Regions from separate parts of the Oryctolagus cuniculus genome. Here region 2 is linked to region 1. A link is a contact called in public Micro-C data. All regions are on one chromosome and are shown on one strand. Each heading gives the region's core, a stretch centred on a gene start, on an enhancer-like site or on the middle of the called end of the contact. The rest is flanking DNA. Distances are from core to core; before and after follow the strand shown.

Region 1 (7,825 bases), core at 1,510-4,009:
ACGCACAGCATGGCTGGAGCCTTAGGAATCTGATTGGCAAAGCTAGGTTTCCATCGAGCAGCTCGGCAGAGCCCCCACCTGGTGAGAAGCGGTAAAGCACTCTTTCCAAAAACTTCCCGAAAAAGCCCTGAATCTTCAACAAATTGCAAAACCACACATCAAACACAGGAGAGATGGTGTTCGCATTTCATCCAGCTGAAAAGGAAAAGACATTTTTTATCCTCTGGTTCCAGTGTGATTACATTTTTAAATAAATCCTATAAAACAAAGCAAAGCAAAGAGTGCAAGGTGGCGTCTAGAGGCTTGGAGACGGCACAGTAACCCTGAGGTCTTGTCAGGCTCTGTCTGCAGGGCTCTTGTTCTGCCCTTGGCTCTGCAAATCGCGAAGCCGAGGACACCTGGGGAGGGCTCCCCCTACCTGCTGTTTGCTAATAACAGCGTCCTCCGGGAGCTGAAGGAGCCCAGCACCCCAGAGTTTGGGTCCACTGAGACACTGTGGTTTCTCCCCAGCTCGGAGGCCCTGCCTGCAGATCCTCTTTCAGGAGATGGTGACCATCAGGGGCGACAAAACAAGATAGGAGACAGCCAGGGATGGACAGCTGACTGTTCACAAAGGTGCCAAGGCCCCTGGAGGGGTATGGGGGTGGCCCCGTACCGCCCTGTACCCTGCAGAAAGATGGTGGGCCACGGCCTTCCCTCGATTTCTAAAAAGGAGTTAGCTCCCGGGCCGGCGCCACGGCTCACTAGGCTAATCCTCCGCCTTGCAGCGCCGGCACCCTGGGTTCTAGTCCCGGTTGGGGTGCCTGATTCTGTCCCGGTTGCCCCTCTTCCAGGCCAGCTCTCTGCTGTGGCCAGGGAGTGCTTGGGCCCTGCAGCTGCATGGGAGACCAGGAGAAGCACCTAGCTCCTGGCTTCAGATCTGCGTGGTGCGCTGGCCACGGCGGCCATTTGAGGGTGAACCAATGGCAAATGGAAGACCTTTCTCTCTCTCTCTCTCTCTCTCTCTCTCTCTCTCACTGTCCACTCTGCCTGTCAAAAAAAAAAAAAAAAAAAAAAAAAAGAAAGAAAGAAAAAAAGAAAAAGGAGTTACCTCCCAAGTGCAAGAAGGTGTCCTGCAAACCCAGCCTGGCCACCGAAGGCCACACAACGTCATCTCCAGGTGGCACCCCCCCCCCAAGGTGGGTGGATGCTCGGCTCTGCCTTAGGCGGAGGACAGCCGGGGGAGGGCATGCCCTCGTGTGAAGCAGGCTGCCCAGCCTTGGTCAACACAGACACACAGACCCCCAGCCACCCACCACATCTCATGGGGGTCTGACAGGTGCAGCCTGAGGGTGCAGAGACGCTGCTGCCATGCCGAGATGGCCCCTGGGTGGGTGTCTGCCACGACCCAGTTCTCACTCTCGCTCTGCTGTGTCATCAGGCTCCGGTGTGATGGCAGCCTCAGCCGTAACAGGCAGAGAAGGTCCTGCCTGCTCCCTGCAGACCAGGAGCCCCAGGCTCAGTGGAGGGACGGTCCCAGGCAAACAGCACAGCCAGGATTTGTCCCCCCCTCCCCGCCCCCACCGGCAGGCTGACTCATGCAGAGCCCTTTAGCACCTCGAACTCAGAAACACACATTTTTCCTTTTCTGTTTTACTTGTATACTGACATGAACAGTCATCATATATAAAAACACATGTATTAGTTTGAGTTGAAACGACATAGTTTATATAGTGATCTTTTATCAATTCTGTTTTGCACATCCATTTAGTAAAGTAGCATTAACTGAGCACCTGCTGTATACCAGCATTATGCTCAACGCTGCAGGAAACCACAGATCAACCTGTACCCATGCAAGGGAGCAGGCAAGTGGCAGCTAACAGACATCTGCTGTGTACGCAGAAGTCTGGGGAAGGTTTTCCTTCCCACGGCAACCGTCGGGTGCAGGGTTCCCAGAGAAGGAAACGGCAGATCCCAGACTCGAACCTGCACCACAACTGTGGATAGATCGAGGTAGATGATTTCCAGCTGTCCTGGGACAAGCAAGGAGAGTCCGGGTTCTCAGGGAGGCAGGAGCACCGAGAGAGTGGGGGCAGCACCCAGGAGTCTGCTTGTCGGGGTTCACTCCAGAATGCGCTGCCTTCCCATTTCTGCGCAACCCATGCCCGGTCACAGAGGAGGGCCCCGGCAGAAGGCAGAAGCTGGGTCACCCACGCCAAGTCCACAGGTCTGCTGGAGCCAGACTGCCTGGGGCCACATCCTGCCGTGCCTTCTTTCTAGGAGTGTGACCCCTGAGTGCTTAGTGAGCCTTGCCTCCCGATTGTCCACCATCTTCGGCAGGAGCCAGCTGCAGTCCCTCAAGCTCCTGATTGGGGGAAGGGGCGGGGAGTGGGGAGAGGAAGGGCTGCGTCGCTGTCCGGTAGCACACCACGTGCGCATCCGCTGGCATGTCACCTAGCATCTCCGAACCTCAGTGTTCCCACCGGTGAAATGGGCATGACACTCCCTCCCCCGCGGGGACGCGCGCAGCCGCCGCAGCGCGGCCAGGGCGCCGGGCGGTGCGCCAGGGCGCGCCCGCAGGTGCAGGGGGCGCGGCGGGACGCGCGAGCTGGCGCGGGGGTCGCCGCCTCAGCCCAGCCGTAGCGGCGCGCGTCACGGCCGGAGGGCGGGGCGGCGGGGCGGCGCTCGGGGCCGCGGGACCGGGGCTGGGGCTGCAGCGCCCGCCGCGGCTCGGCGCCCGCTCACCGCATCCCCGCTCTCGCTTCCCTCCGCGCCGAAGATGGCAACCGACGGGCTGCACGAGAACGAGACCCTGGCGTCGCTCAAGATCGAGGCCGAGAGCCTCAAGGGCAAACTGGAGGAGGAGCGGGCCAAGCTGCACGACGTGGAGCGTGAGTGCGGGCCGGGCCGGGGGCGGGGGCGGCGCGCCGGGAGGCGGGCCGGGTGCACAGGGCAGGCTGCGGGCGCGCGCCGGCGCGGGGAGGGAGGCCCCGGGCCCGGCGCGCGGGCGAGGCGAGGCGCGGGGAGCGGCGCCGAGGCCCGCCTGGGAGGCTCGGGATCCGCGGGCCCGGTGGCCGCCGCCGCCTGCCCGCCGCGCTGGGATGGCATCCCCGCCGCTGCCGGGCGCGGCGTCCGGGGTGACCGCGCGGCCTAGGCTGAGCTCGGGTTTTGTTTGCATCGTCGGCTTTCTGCAGCGCTGTGGCGTCCCTGGCCGAGGACCCAGACTGATCCCGAAGCTGTTTTTCGCCAATCTCAACCCACTCTCCTTAGGGGGCGGGAGGCGGATGGGGGAGGGGAAGCCGAGGAGCTCAGCGGACCCAGCCATTTCGGGCGTTTCTGGCCACTTCCAGAGCTTTTGGATAGATGCGCGTGGTCGGCCCAGGCGGGCAGTGGCAGCCCTGTTTGAACGTGCGTTGTTACTGCCCAGCAGCTCGGGATCGAGAACCGGCTCTGGGCTGGTGGATGAGTGCACGCGACAACAGCCAGCTTCGGTGGCCTCGGCCCCGTCGGCTGTCCTGAAGTGGCAGCTGGCTCGTCCCAGCCGAGGTGCAGCCCAGGGCCAGGCTTGGGGAGGTCGTCCTACCTCGTCCTACCTCCTCGCTCTGCAGCCCCGGGGGTGACTCGCTGAGCAAGGCCTCCACGAAGTGCCTGTGCACTCCCGCACCTTGTGCCTGGGCTCCCCTCAGCGCCTTTAGCGTTCCATTCTGTTTTTGGAAAATCACTTGGTGGAAACAGATGACCTGAATCTATGGCGTGCTATGTTTTCCTGGTGGGCGCTCTAAGCTCCTGTGTGGCGAATTAACCATAAACCCCAAATAGGTAGGCAAATTGCAAGTTAGTTTTCTTTCTTTTTAAGCTCTATTTATTCGAAAGGCAGAATTCCAGAGAAGGAGAAGCGGAGAGATCTGCTGGTCCACTTTGGCCAGCCTGAAGCCAGGAGCCAGGGGCTTCATCTGGTCTCCCCCGTGGATGGCAGGGGCCTGAGCACTTGGACCATCTTCTGCTGCTTTCTCAGGCTGTGTGAGCAGGAAGCTGGGTGGGAGGTGGAGCAGCCTCAATTTCAGCCGGCGCCCATGTGGGGTGCCAGTGGCACATCGCCCGTCACAGGAATTAATTTTCTTAATTGACAGCTTTGGTTCAGCTGCCCAGTGCACCATCAGGAAACCTGGTTCCTTCTGCCTTCTGCATACCTCCGAGCACTGGCATTTGCCACATAGTTAAGATATGCTTGCCACAGCGCCAGACATTTCTTCTAAATCCCAGGCAGGAAGAAGTGGGTGTGACTGTTTGCTCCTTCTTTTCAGGACAGCAGCACTTTGCCCAGAAACTCTCCTGTCTCCTCCCAAGATTTCTGTGGGCGCTTCGCAGGCAAGACCAAGGCCACGTGGCCGCTGCAAGGAAGGCTGGGAAAGGGAGAACTGGCTGGGCCAAAGCTGGGTCTCTGTTACCAGGAGAGGAGTGGGGAGTGGGTGTTGAGAAGCGTGAGCTGGGGCTGCCCCGTCTCCCCGTGCAGGTTTCTGCACTGTGCAGGTGATGACCTCAGTACTGGCCGTGCTGAGAAGTCCAGGGACCAGGATCCCCGCCCCGGCAGGCCGAGTGGCGCGTCTGCTTTCCTTCTTGTTTGTTTTGTTTTTGCCAAACTGCTTTAGCTGGATGCAGAGAACGTTCTTCAGAAGGGCAGTGGTCTCAGGGCTGATGCAGTGCAGCTGGATCCCGGATGGGCACTGGTTTGGGTCCCAGCTGCTCCACCTCCAACCCAGCTCCCTGCTCATGCACCTGGGAAGGCAGAGGAAGGTGGCCTAGGTGGTGAGGAGACCAGGATGGAGTTCCAGCCTCCTGGCTTCGGCCCGCCCCATCCTCAGCTGTTATGACCAGTTGGGGAGTGAATCAGCAGATGGAAGACCTCTGTCTCCTTTCTCTCTCTCTTCTCTCTCTAATTCCATTTTTCAAATCAATAATTAATCATTAATTTTAAAAAAAGTCATAGCCTCACCAGATGCCCAAATCACTAGGGCCACAGATCTTAGACTGTGACTCTCCAAAACTGTCAGCTGAAATAAAACTTCCCTCCTTTCTGAGTAGCTCCCCACGTGTCTCCAGTGTTTCTGTTAAAGTAACAAAACACTGACTAATGCAGTATGTAATTCTGTCAATTAAAAAATAAATAAAAGCTACTTTATTCTCTCTTTTAAAGACAAAGCCCCTCCCTGGGATAGTTCCAGCCTTCCCTGGGACTTTGTAAGTTGCTTACAGCATAGAGGTGGTGGCGGCGTGGCTCTGGGCCACCCCAGAGGGCCTCCCTCTGCAGAGCCTGATTGGCGCCCCCAGGGAAGGGTCCGTCCTCACCTGCGGGGATCAGAATTTTTGAGTTGAAAATTCCGGCAGCCAGGTGACTGCTCCCTTCTGTTTCCCTGCAGCTTCCAGACCATTGCTTTTCTCTTTTTCTCCAATTTTTCTTTATTTGAAAGGCAAAGAGAGAGAGAGAGAGATCTTTCATCCACTGGTTCATTTCCCAAATGGCTGGGGCCGGGCCAGGCCGAGGCCAGAAGCCCGGAACTCCACCTGGGTGTCCCGCGTGGGAGGCAGAGGTCCTGGTACCTGGGCCCTGCCTGGTAGCAGGGAGCCGGATCAGAAGCCGAGCAGCCAGGATTTAAACCAGGGTCTGACCCAGGATGCTGGCCCGGTGCCAACCATTGCTTTCCCTTTCCCCTGTTCCTTTAAGGCTCCTGCCACTCAGCTGACTCCTCCTGTCCGACCCGCGTAGTCTCCTGACCTCCCAGGCAGTCTTTCCTAGGACTGTGGCTTGGGTCCTCTTTGTGACCCTAAGCCCTGCCTCACCCTGGGTGTCTTCGGGGTCCACGAGAGTGACCCTGAGGACATGCGGCCCCTCACTGCATCCCAGCGGCCTACTCCACACTCCCCCCGGGCCTTGTCAGCACTCAGATGCGCACCTCCTCCCAGACCTCTCATCGCTGCGTCCTGCGCTGACCACAGTCTCTCCGTGCTCGCTCTTCCCCGAGTCCGGCGCTGAGACGTCGGGTATCTGGCCAGCTGGCCCTCGCTCCTTTGCCGTCCATCTCTTCTTCAGCACTGGCGGGCAAAACCTTGGCCCCAATGCACCTGCTGTCCTCACTCTCTTGCCTGCCCTTGAACCCCAGCTGCCGCTACCAAAGTGGCACCCGGTGGAGGTCACGATGCCGTTATTCACTCAGGGCTGCCCAGCGGTCCCTGTGGCCACTTCTTCCTGGTGGCGATTTCAGACTCTTTCCTTCTGCACAGGTCTCTGACCACCCCCCACCCCACTGCGCCCTTGCTCCCCGTCCGCAGAAAACAGAAGCTGGACGCTCACCCTTCAGCTGCACACTTTCCAAGCCACTGTCTTGTGTACCGACCCTGACACCTGTCCCCTGCCCGACGTGGTCAGTTCCCTCCCACACCAGGCCCAGGATCCCAGCGACCTGCAGCGCGAGCCACAGAGCAAGGAAGTCAGGCAGCAAGTGGGAAGCGAGCAAGGGGGAGCAGAGGGAAGTGTCCACAGAAGGTGGCCCAGGGAGGGGCTTTTGAATTCAGACCTGAAGGGAGGGAGGAGCCTGTGATGGTCACAGGAAAAGCACTGCAGGCAAAGGGAACAGCAATGCAAAGGCAGCAAGGGGAGTGGATATGGGGCATCTGAGGATGACCCTGGAGGCCCTACCCTGTGCCATGAGACCCCTTTGGAGCCATAGCTAAGGTGACTGACACATCCAGATTGGCACAGGATGCTGGGATTTGACATGGGAGTTCCTGCATCCTGGGGTGCCCTTTAGTCCTTGGCACACCGGCACAGTTGGTCAGCCTCCTGCTAGCTCGCACTTGCCCGGATTCACAGGGCAGTGCTGAAGCTCCGTGGAGTAACCACGGCTCTCGTGATGCCAGCCTCGCATATCAGAGCGCTAGTTCAGGTCCCAGCTGCTCAGCTTCTGATCCAGCTTCCACAGCTCACTAGGCTAATCCTCCGCCTTGCGGCGCCGGCACACTGGGTTCTAGTCCCGGTCGGGGCGCCGGATTCTGTCCCGGTTGCCCCTCTTCCAGGCCAGCTCTCTGCTGTGGCCAGGGAGTGCAGTGGAGGATGGCCCAAGTGCCTGGACCCTGCACCCCATGGGAGACCAGGAAAAGCACCTGGCTCCTGCCATCGGATCAGCGCGGTGCGCCGGCCGCAGCGGCCATTGGAGGGTGAGCCAACGGCAAAGGAAGACCTTTCTCTCTGTCTCTCTCTCTCACTGTCCACTCTGCCTGTCAAAAAAAAAAAAAAAAAAAAGAATTCAACACAACAAAATTGTAGAGCATTAACTTTTAGGGGGAAATGAACTGTTCCTGGCTCCACACCCCTGAGTTCAACTCCATCCCTCCCGCTGTCAGACCTGTGTCCATTTTGTTATGCTCTGCTACGGTTTAAGCCTGAGTTTTCATCCCAAACTCATGCAGGACTTTAAACCCCAAAGTCTTATGTGAAAGGTATTAGGAGGATGGAGGGGCTGGTGCTATGGCGTAGTGGGTAAAGCCACCACCTGCAGCACCAGCATCTTATATGGGCACCAGTTCGAGTCCTGGCTGCTCCACTTCTGATCCAGCTCCTTGCAGAAGATGGCACAAGTGCTGTGCCCCTGCCACCCACAAGGGAGACCTGGAAGAAACTCCTGGCTCCTGACCGCAGCCTGGCTCAGCCCTGGCCATTGTGGCCATCTGGAGAGTGAACCAACAGATGGCAAGATTTCTGTCTCTCTCTTTCAAATAAATAAATAAATCCAAAAACAAAAAAGAAGCTGGACACTTAATCCAATCGTGGTGTTTAGAGGAGGAGCCTCTG
Region 2 (7,825 bases), core at 1,398-3,897, 63 kb before region 1:
ATGACAGCTTCCTTCCTGCACGTGTGGCTGCATCTCTGCAAAGCCACGCGGAGCGCTAAGATGCTCTACGAACTCAGGTTCTCCCTCCCCGCTGCTTCCAGTCCATGAGCGAAGTGACACTTTGACAACCTGAGTCCCTCCAAGGAATGGCTACACCCTGGCTGAGGTCCAGCATCGAAACTTGTTCTCCCTGACAGCCCCTGCGGAGAACACAGCGGCCGTGGGCGAGAGCCTGGGCCTCCGCTCTCACGGAAGCGGGTTTGGATCTCCGCCTCACCTCCCTCTCCACGGACACCTCGGGCTCTGGGAGCCCCAGTCTCCCCATTTTAAAAAATGAGTCACTAGAATCCGGCAGATGCTGTTGGGAAGGGGTGACCAAACACCAGGTCCACCCAGTAAATCGCTTCCCTCTTCCATGCGTTGGAGTTAATCCAGGCATGGGGAGCAGAATTTCTCCCATTGCTCACTTCTGTTCCTTCAGCATTCACAAGGTTTCCTGGCAGTTTAGCCTTTGCTAACTGCAGCTGAGGGTTCTTCCCAGCACGGAATCAGCATGACTCACACGAGGCCACACTGCACCTGCTGGGGCTGCCCGCCCCCTGCACTCCAGGCCCTGTTCTTCCCCAAGGCACTCAGCCGGCTCCAGTTCAAAAGAACGCGAGGGAGACTCTGGACTGACAGCCTGCACCAGGGGCTGTAATTCTGTTCTTTTTCCTGCCCCGCCCTTCTTCTTCCCTGCCCCCCCCCTTCTTTTTCCTCTTCTCTTCTGTTCAGGTCGCCTGTCGAAGTGCACACCCCTGGGGCCATCAAACACCTGTGCACACAACCTCAGGGGCACTCCCCACCCTCGAGGCCTGCACCCCTGGCTGCTGCCAGCCCTGCCTGGGTGTCAGGGGCTCAGCAGGACCAGGCTGAGAAGCAGACTCGCCCGTGCCCCTCTCAGCCTGCTCACCCTCGGTGCTCTTCATGGGTCAGCCACCACACTTGAGCCTGTGTCCGGAGTGTGACACTCATCCCATCCTCTTCCTCCTCCTCCGCCTCCTCCTCCTCCCCCTCCCCCTCCCCCTCCCAGATCCTCTCGCTTGCCTCCCATGGGCTGCTGACCACAAAGAGCGTGTGCTGAGCCTGCCTGCTCTCCAGGCCTCCAGCCTTGCCCTCTTCAATGGCACCCCGCCCCCAGTCTCACCCTCAGAGGGTCCTCGCTGCCCCTAGGAAAAGACCACAGGACCTGATGTCCCTGGAGGGGGCGCGAGGCTCCCGCGTGATCTCCCCTCTGTTGTTGGCTCTGGTCTCCTCCTGTCCCAGGGTGCATTGCTCAGCCACCTGTTGAGCTTCTGAGCTGTTCCCACTGGGCTGCTTCTGCAGGGGGCTGTTCTCCTTGCCTCTCCCCTGCCTGGCCGCCCGCCTGCCAAACTCTCCTCCTCCTCCAGAGGGAGCCTGAGCCACATCTTCCAGGAAGCCTCCCTGCTACCCTCACAGCCCAGCAAGTAGCAAAGGCCTCCAAGTTGGGTTCTCATCCTGGCCTGCAGCCAGCCCGGCTGCTCCAGCTCAAGTCTGGGCGTGTCCCCAAGCAGCACTGGGGCAGAGAGTGGGGAGCAAGGCAGGGCTCCGGGACCACGCTGGGTGTGCTAGGAGGTGGGGACCTACTCAGACCAGGGAGGGGGTGGCCTGTGCCCCAGGGTCCCTGTATCTCAGCCTGCACATATCACGGCCACCATTGCCGCAGGTTTTTCCAGACGCTTGCGTCCTGCTGTTCCGAAGCCCTTGGTAATACTGGCTCTTACTTTCTGTCTTGACTCAGCATGTCTTTAAGCTTGAACAAGAAGAGTATATGAAGGAAGATATCCCTTGGACTCTGATAGATTTTTATGACAATCAGCCAGTTATTGACCTGATTGAAGCAAAAATGGGCATTTTGGAGCTGCTGGATGAAGAATGCTTGGTAACTTTTTCAAATATTTGGGTTCTTTTTCAACTTCTAGAGCCTTGTTTATTGGAAAGGCAGAGTAAGAGAAGAGGAGACACACAGGGAGAGATCTTCCACCCTGTTTCACTCCTCAAATGCCCACCACAGCCAGGGCTGGGCCAGGCCGAATCCGGGAAACTAGAACTCCAGCTGGGTCTCCCACGTGGGTGGCAGGTGCCTCCCAGATACATTAGTAGCAGGGAGCTGGATCAGGAGCAGAGGTCAGCCTCGAACTAGACACCCTGATGTGGGCTGCAGCTTAACCTGCTGTGCTACAGTGCCTGCCCCACTTTTTGAAGCTTCTGAGTATTAACAGATGAGCGTTTTGTCAAGTGACTTTATGTTTAGAAGCCTCCTTAAGAAGTCTTGGTGGCGTTGCCCACTTGGTCGGCAGGAGCCTCAGAGGGCTGGGGACCCTCCCGCCGGGAGCACTGCCCCTGGGCAGCGCACACCACCTCTTAGCTCTTAGGTAAGACCCAGCAGGGAGATGGCCCTTAAGGCTGTCTCCAGGTGTGCGTAGGGGACCATGAAAACGGCAAGTGACTCCGCTCCAGCTGTTACTGAGTCATGGGCATTGATTTTCTTTACTTCCTGTTCTTGTGAGTCACCCAGGAGGTGCAGCTGAAAAGCCAGCATCCTGTGACTGGGGAGATGTCCCCGGGCACTTTCTCTGTGTCATTCCCCTCTGGGAGGGGTAACATTGTCTCAGGGCAGCCGGGCTGTGGCCCCAAGAACAAACAGCCCAGGAAGGTTTAAGGCGTGTCTTTTGATGCTCAATCGTGGAATTTCTCCCATTTCCCAATACTTATTTGTATAAAAATCATCGTAATGTTGAAAGCTTGTGGGTGATTTCTTCCTAGAATTCTCCATTCCATAGCTGTACTCACAGATTCGCCTTTCTGGGGTCACCTGTGTTTGATATAAGTTCAAAGACAGGTGTCCACGCCCAGCGTTCTGGAATGTTCTACAGGGGTAGGGGTGCAGAGATCAAAGGAGCCCCTAGGAAGTGTGTGTGTCCACTTCACCCGCAGGTGACCACTGTCACAGTGAGGTAGTGCAGGGGTCACTGAGACACCCTGGGTGCTGTCAGTCACAGGGTCGGGCTGAGTGCAGTTGATGGTTTCACATTCACTAGAGTTCAAGGGCAAGTTTTGCAGCTGACTTAGTTGCAGAGGTAAGGCCTTAATTCAAGGGGGTGGTTAGGCAGGTAAACCAACGAAAATGGTTTTCCTGAAGGGGTGGGGTTGGAGGGCTACGCTCCAGTGCAAGGAAGAGTTATGTTCACAGAATGGAATGCGTGCTGTGTCTTCCTGACATAAAGTACTGCCTGTCTTACAGAAGTAAAATTCTTCATTTTTTAAAAAGATTTATTTACTTGAAAGGCAGAGTTACAGAGAGGCAGAAGCAGAGAGAGAGAGAGATCTTTCATCCACTAGTTCACTCCCCAAATGGCCTCAATGGCCAGAGCTGGGAGGTCTGAAGCCAGGATCCTGGAGCTTCTTCGAGGTCTCCCATGTCAGTGCAGGGGCCTAAGCACTTGCCATCTTGCACTGCTTTCCCAGGCACATTAGCAGGAAGCTGGATTAGAAGTGGAACAGCCGGGACTCATATGGGATGCCAGCGCTGCAGGCCGGCCCCAAATTCTTCAGTGATTGTATGGACATTTCCATTTATCTAGAATGTTTTATTGTTCCTAAAAGACATTGATATGCCCGCTTAAAGGTCACTTATTATGTACAATTATTATTTGTTGACTACTTATTTTAAAATTACCCTAAGGATTGGTAGGATAAGGGACAGATATGCTTAGAGGAGGCCTCGGTCTAGAGCAGTTCCCTCCGAGGTGGCAGGTCACCTGCGTTTTGGAATTAGTGCTTTTGGTGGATGGTGTTTGGCTTAGCGGTTAAGACACCCGCATCCCATAATGGAGCGCCTGGGTTTGATACCTGCCTCTGACTCCTGACCAGACCCAAGGGGTCTCTGCCACCCATGGCCGAGACTAGGACTGACTTCCTGGATTGGGCTTTGGCCCCTGTGCAACCCCGGATGTTGCAGGTATTTGGAGAGTGAACCAATGGAAGGGAGAACGCTCTCTCGCTCTCTCTCTCTCTGCCTCATACAAATGCATTTAAAAATTCTTGCTTTTCTATTTTTTAGTTCTCGTTTCTTACTTGCTATTTGGTGTGCTTTTCGTTCCCAGTTACCACATGGAACTGATGAAAACTGGCTTCAAAAGCTGTACAATAATTTTGTCAACAAGAACGCTCTGTTCGAAAAGCCTAGAATGTCGAACACATCCTTCATCATCCAGCACTTCGCTGATAAGGTACGGTGAGCGCGCCGAGCCACGCCGTCTGCCCGGAGCTGGAAGCGTCTCCAGGGGGCGGGCAGGCGGGAGCTCCACCACAGACAGCGTAGGCTTAGCCTGCAGGTCGGAGGCAGGAGCATGCGCGTGGCTGCCTCTGGGTGTCTGAGGATTCTTTTGTTTTAATGACAAAATACCCGACTTAGCGTTTCCTGTGAAGTCGTAAACCTCTTAGCAGTTAGTGTTTGCGATGCTACTGGGCTCATCGAGGCAGCGTGACTGTTCCTACGGTGAACGCTGTGTCTCTCCCGGAACTTTCCGTATGTTTTAGAACGGGGATGTATTTATTGTAATAACAGCATCAGTTAAGAGGATGGGTTTTCTAGGAAATACTTCTTTTCTTTTATATATGCCTTATGTGTTTACTAAACAAACACAGCTTTTATTAAAATAAATTGTTTTAAAAATCACATTATAGAAGAAACACAGATAAATCGCCATGACTGCTTGCTGTCAAGGCACCGGCTCATCATCTTCTTCACCTCCTCCCCTCCGTCCACTCTCAGCTGAGCGTGGCTCTTGTGGCCTGCCCAGGGCCTGCCCAGGGCCTAGAGACCAGGAAGAGCTGTCACTCATCCATCGCAGAGACGAGTGCCCTTGTCAGATCTGCTGCTGCTGCCCCAGGTGGTGGCAGCGGCCTAGAGAGCTGTGATCCCCCTGTAGGCTCTAGGCACATATTAAATGAGATAGAACTGAATACTTAGAGCTTCCCAGAGGAGCTATAGAAAAGGTACCCGTGGAATGACTGGTGCTGTCGAAGTACGCGCACCAGTAGTTGTCTTTTAGAATGTCAGGGTTCTGGTCTCATAGGGAAAAGGAAGAAAAGACCAGATTCCACCAGTAAACATGTGGGGTCTGTCTAGTTCCAGGGTCTGTATGTTGAATTATCTCACCTGCTACTTCCAAGAAGCCCCCCCTTAAAAGAACAAGCGGCGTGGTGGATGGACGATGGGTGGGCGGGAGTACGCCTCGTGCTGTAGCTTGCAGGAGCTTCTCCACCAAGGTGGCCCCAGGAACGGGGTCATCTTGAGGACAAGGCAGCTGTGCTTGGGGGTGGCGACCCCACCCACCGCCCCTCCCTCCCAGAGTCCCCAGCTGCAGCCCCGTGCCAGGGCCCCCCGGCCAGGGCAGCTCTAGAGTTGCCCCACCTTCCCTGTCGACACCTCTGGCTCTCACCACCATTCTAGAAGACTGTACCAGTGTCCACACACTCCCTCCACCGGGAGTGCCTACACACAGCCAGGGCTCCCGGTTCTTACCCACTAGCAAGGACACCCTACCCATCGCGGGGAGCAAAGTGAGCCCAGATGCCAGCACCCACAAAAGCCTGTTTGCTCATAGCCAGTTTTTTAAAATGAACTTTCTCACAAGTTTTTTTAACTTGTGAAAAATGCCCATCCCGTATTAAAGCCCACAACCCCAAGACATGCCCTGTGGGGATCTGGACGTGAGCGGCCACCCTGGAGGGACTCTGGGAGCCTCACTGATCGGAGAGGCTTGCAACTCTCCAAGTTCTAAGTGAGACTCAGGCAGGACAAGCACCTGCCCCGACCCCGACTTGGAGGGCTCAGTGGCCCTTGAAAGCCCGGCGGCCAGCTGGCCAGTTCGTCTTTCCTTTCTACCATGTTAATGCTGGCCTAGGAACACAATTTCCTTCTTCCTGGTGGCTTCCAAGGCAAATTGGATGCCGTGAGCCAGCTCTTTGTTGTCACCGCACACTCTGCAAGGCACAGCGGGTTACCTGGGGCCAGAGGGAACCCACAGGCCAAGGCAGGGTGGCCCGTGGCTAGCGAGACTCCAGGCAGGGGAGAGCCTGGCTCTGGGAACCCACAGGCCAAGGCAGGGTGGCCCGTGGCTAGCGAGACTCCAGGCAGGGGAGAGCCTGGCTCTGCGTGGGCAGAGCCGTCCCCAGCTTTCTGAGCTCACGTATTGTGAGCTTACTGTGGAAAACACAAGGGAATCTTTTGGGGTGAGATTGCCTTCATAGCCTCTTTATTCCCCTTTCTTTCCAAGCAGTTAAATGTAGACGTTGTCTGCTGTGGCCTCTCTCTCTGCCCAGGTGGAGTATAAATGTGAAGGTTTCCTGGAGAAGAACAGAGACACCGTCTACGACATGCTCGTTGAAGTCCTGAGAGCCAGCAAGGTTGGTGAGGCCTGGGGGGTGTCTGCTGTTACTCATGACGTCACTGACAGTGACGTGGATCGGCATGTGTCACAGAGAAGAGTAACAAGCGTGCGTGTGCACACCAGAGTGTGGCAAATGGTCCGGGCACTGGCAGGGTGCAGCTCAGAGTCCAAAAAGTAAGCATTTGGGGGCTGGCACTGGGGCATAGTGGGTAAAGCTGCTGCCAACATCCCATATGGGTGCCGGTTTGAGTCCCAGCTGCTCCACTTCCAATCAAGCTCCCTGCAAATGGCCTGGGAAAAGCAGCGAGGGATGGTCCAAGTGCTTGGGCCTCTGCATGCACGTGGGAGATGTAGAAGCAGCTCCTGGCTCCTGGCTTCAGCCTGGCCCAGCTCTGGCCATTGCAGCCATTTGGAGAGTGAACCAGTGTATGGAAGACCTCTCTGTAATTCTAACTTTCATATAAATAAATAAATAATCTTAAAAAGGCATTTTAGAATTGAAATGACAATAGGTTTCTCTCTCTCTTTTTTTTAAGATTTATTTACTTGAAAATCAGAGTCACAGAGAGAGAGAGAGAGAAGTCTTCCATCCGCTAGTTCACTACCCAATTGGCTGTAATGACCGGAGTTGCGTTGACCCAAAGCCAGGACCCTGGAGCTTCTTCTGGGCGTCCCATGTGGGTGCAGGGGCCCAAGGACTTGGGCCATCTTCCACTGCTTTCCCAGGCCATAGCAGAGAGCTGGATCAGAAGTAGAGCAGCCAAGTCTTGAACCAGCACCCATATGGGCTGCCACTACTGCTTCACCCAATACACCACAGTGCCAGCCCGGCAATATGTTTCTAGCATCTGGAAACCTTGTAAATCACTTCACACAAAACCAGAGATCAAATATGCAAATGACAGGGGGAAGGGCTAGATAACATAACCAATGGGGGTTGGGGGGTAGGAATCACAATTCATGTTTTGTTCATTCATTACCACATATTTATATAGTCGCTACCTGTGCCAGGTACTGACCTAAATTCTGGTTCACCAGCAGTGAACCAGGCTGGTTCTGGTTCCTGGCCTCATGGAGCTCACATCCTAGAGTGAGAGATGTGTGAGGAATCCCACCCCCCAACAAATAACCCAGGGAGTGAGGGGTGTAGGAGTGGGGCTGCTGCTGTAGCTACGTAAGGTTCTGGAGCACTCAGCCCTATGTGATGGATGGTGTCACCAAAAGACTCACTAAGGCTTTCTCTTTGCCACCTCAAGCATTCCACTATTAAAAGATTAAACATGTTAGGCCGGCGCCGCAGCTCACTAGGCTAATCCTCTGCCTACGGCGCAGGCACCCCCGGTTCTAGTCCCATTTGGGGCGCTGGA

What was found. A called contact is a pair of places that touch in the nucleus more often than the background predicts.
Region 2: a contact with region 1 is called in a Micro-C map of ear pinna, with 6 times the contacts expected there. The contact joins the enhancer-like site here to the promoter of GNB5 in region 1. A contact is called at or near these places in 2 of 6 Hi-C or Micro-C datasets (ear pinna and an unstated tissue).

The regions. Positions count from the first base shown.
Region 1 is chr12:74,865,355-74,873,179 of mOryCun1.1, reverse strand. It overlaps GNB5 (G protein subunit beta 5), which reads left to right and starts at 2,759. Exons shown (of 10, transcript NM_001082170.1): 1 at 2,759-2,870. The coding sequence starts at 2,759.
Region 2 is chr12:74,928,238-74,936,062 of mOryCun1.1, reverse strand. It overlaps MYO5C (myosin VC), which reads left to right. Exons shown (of 41, transcript XM_008268992.4): 12 at 1,802-1,942; 13 at 4,167-4,292; 14 at 6,391-6,474. Among named protein-coding and RNA genes, the nearest start is that of MYO5C, 43 kb to the left of the region's middle. Within about 2 kb of position 2,647, at least 1 of the 8 cell types and tissues checked has an H3K27ac peak or open chromatin away from gene starts, as enhancers often do.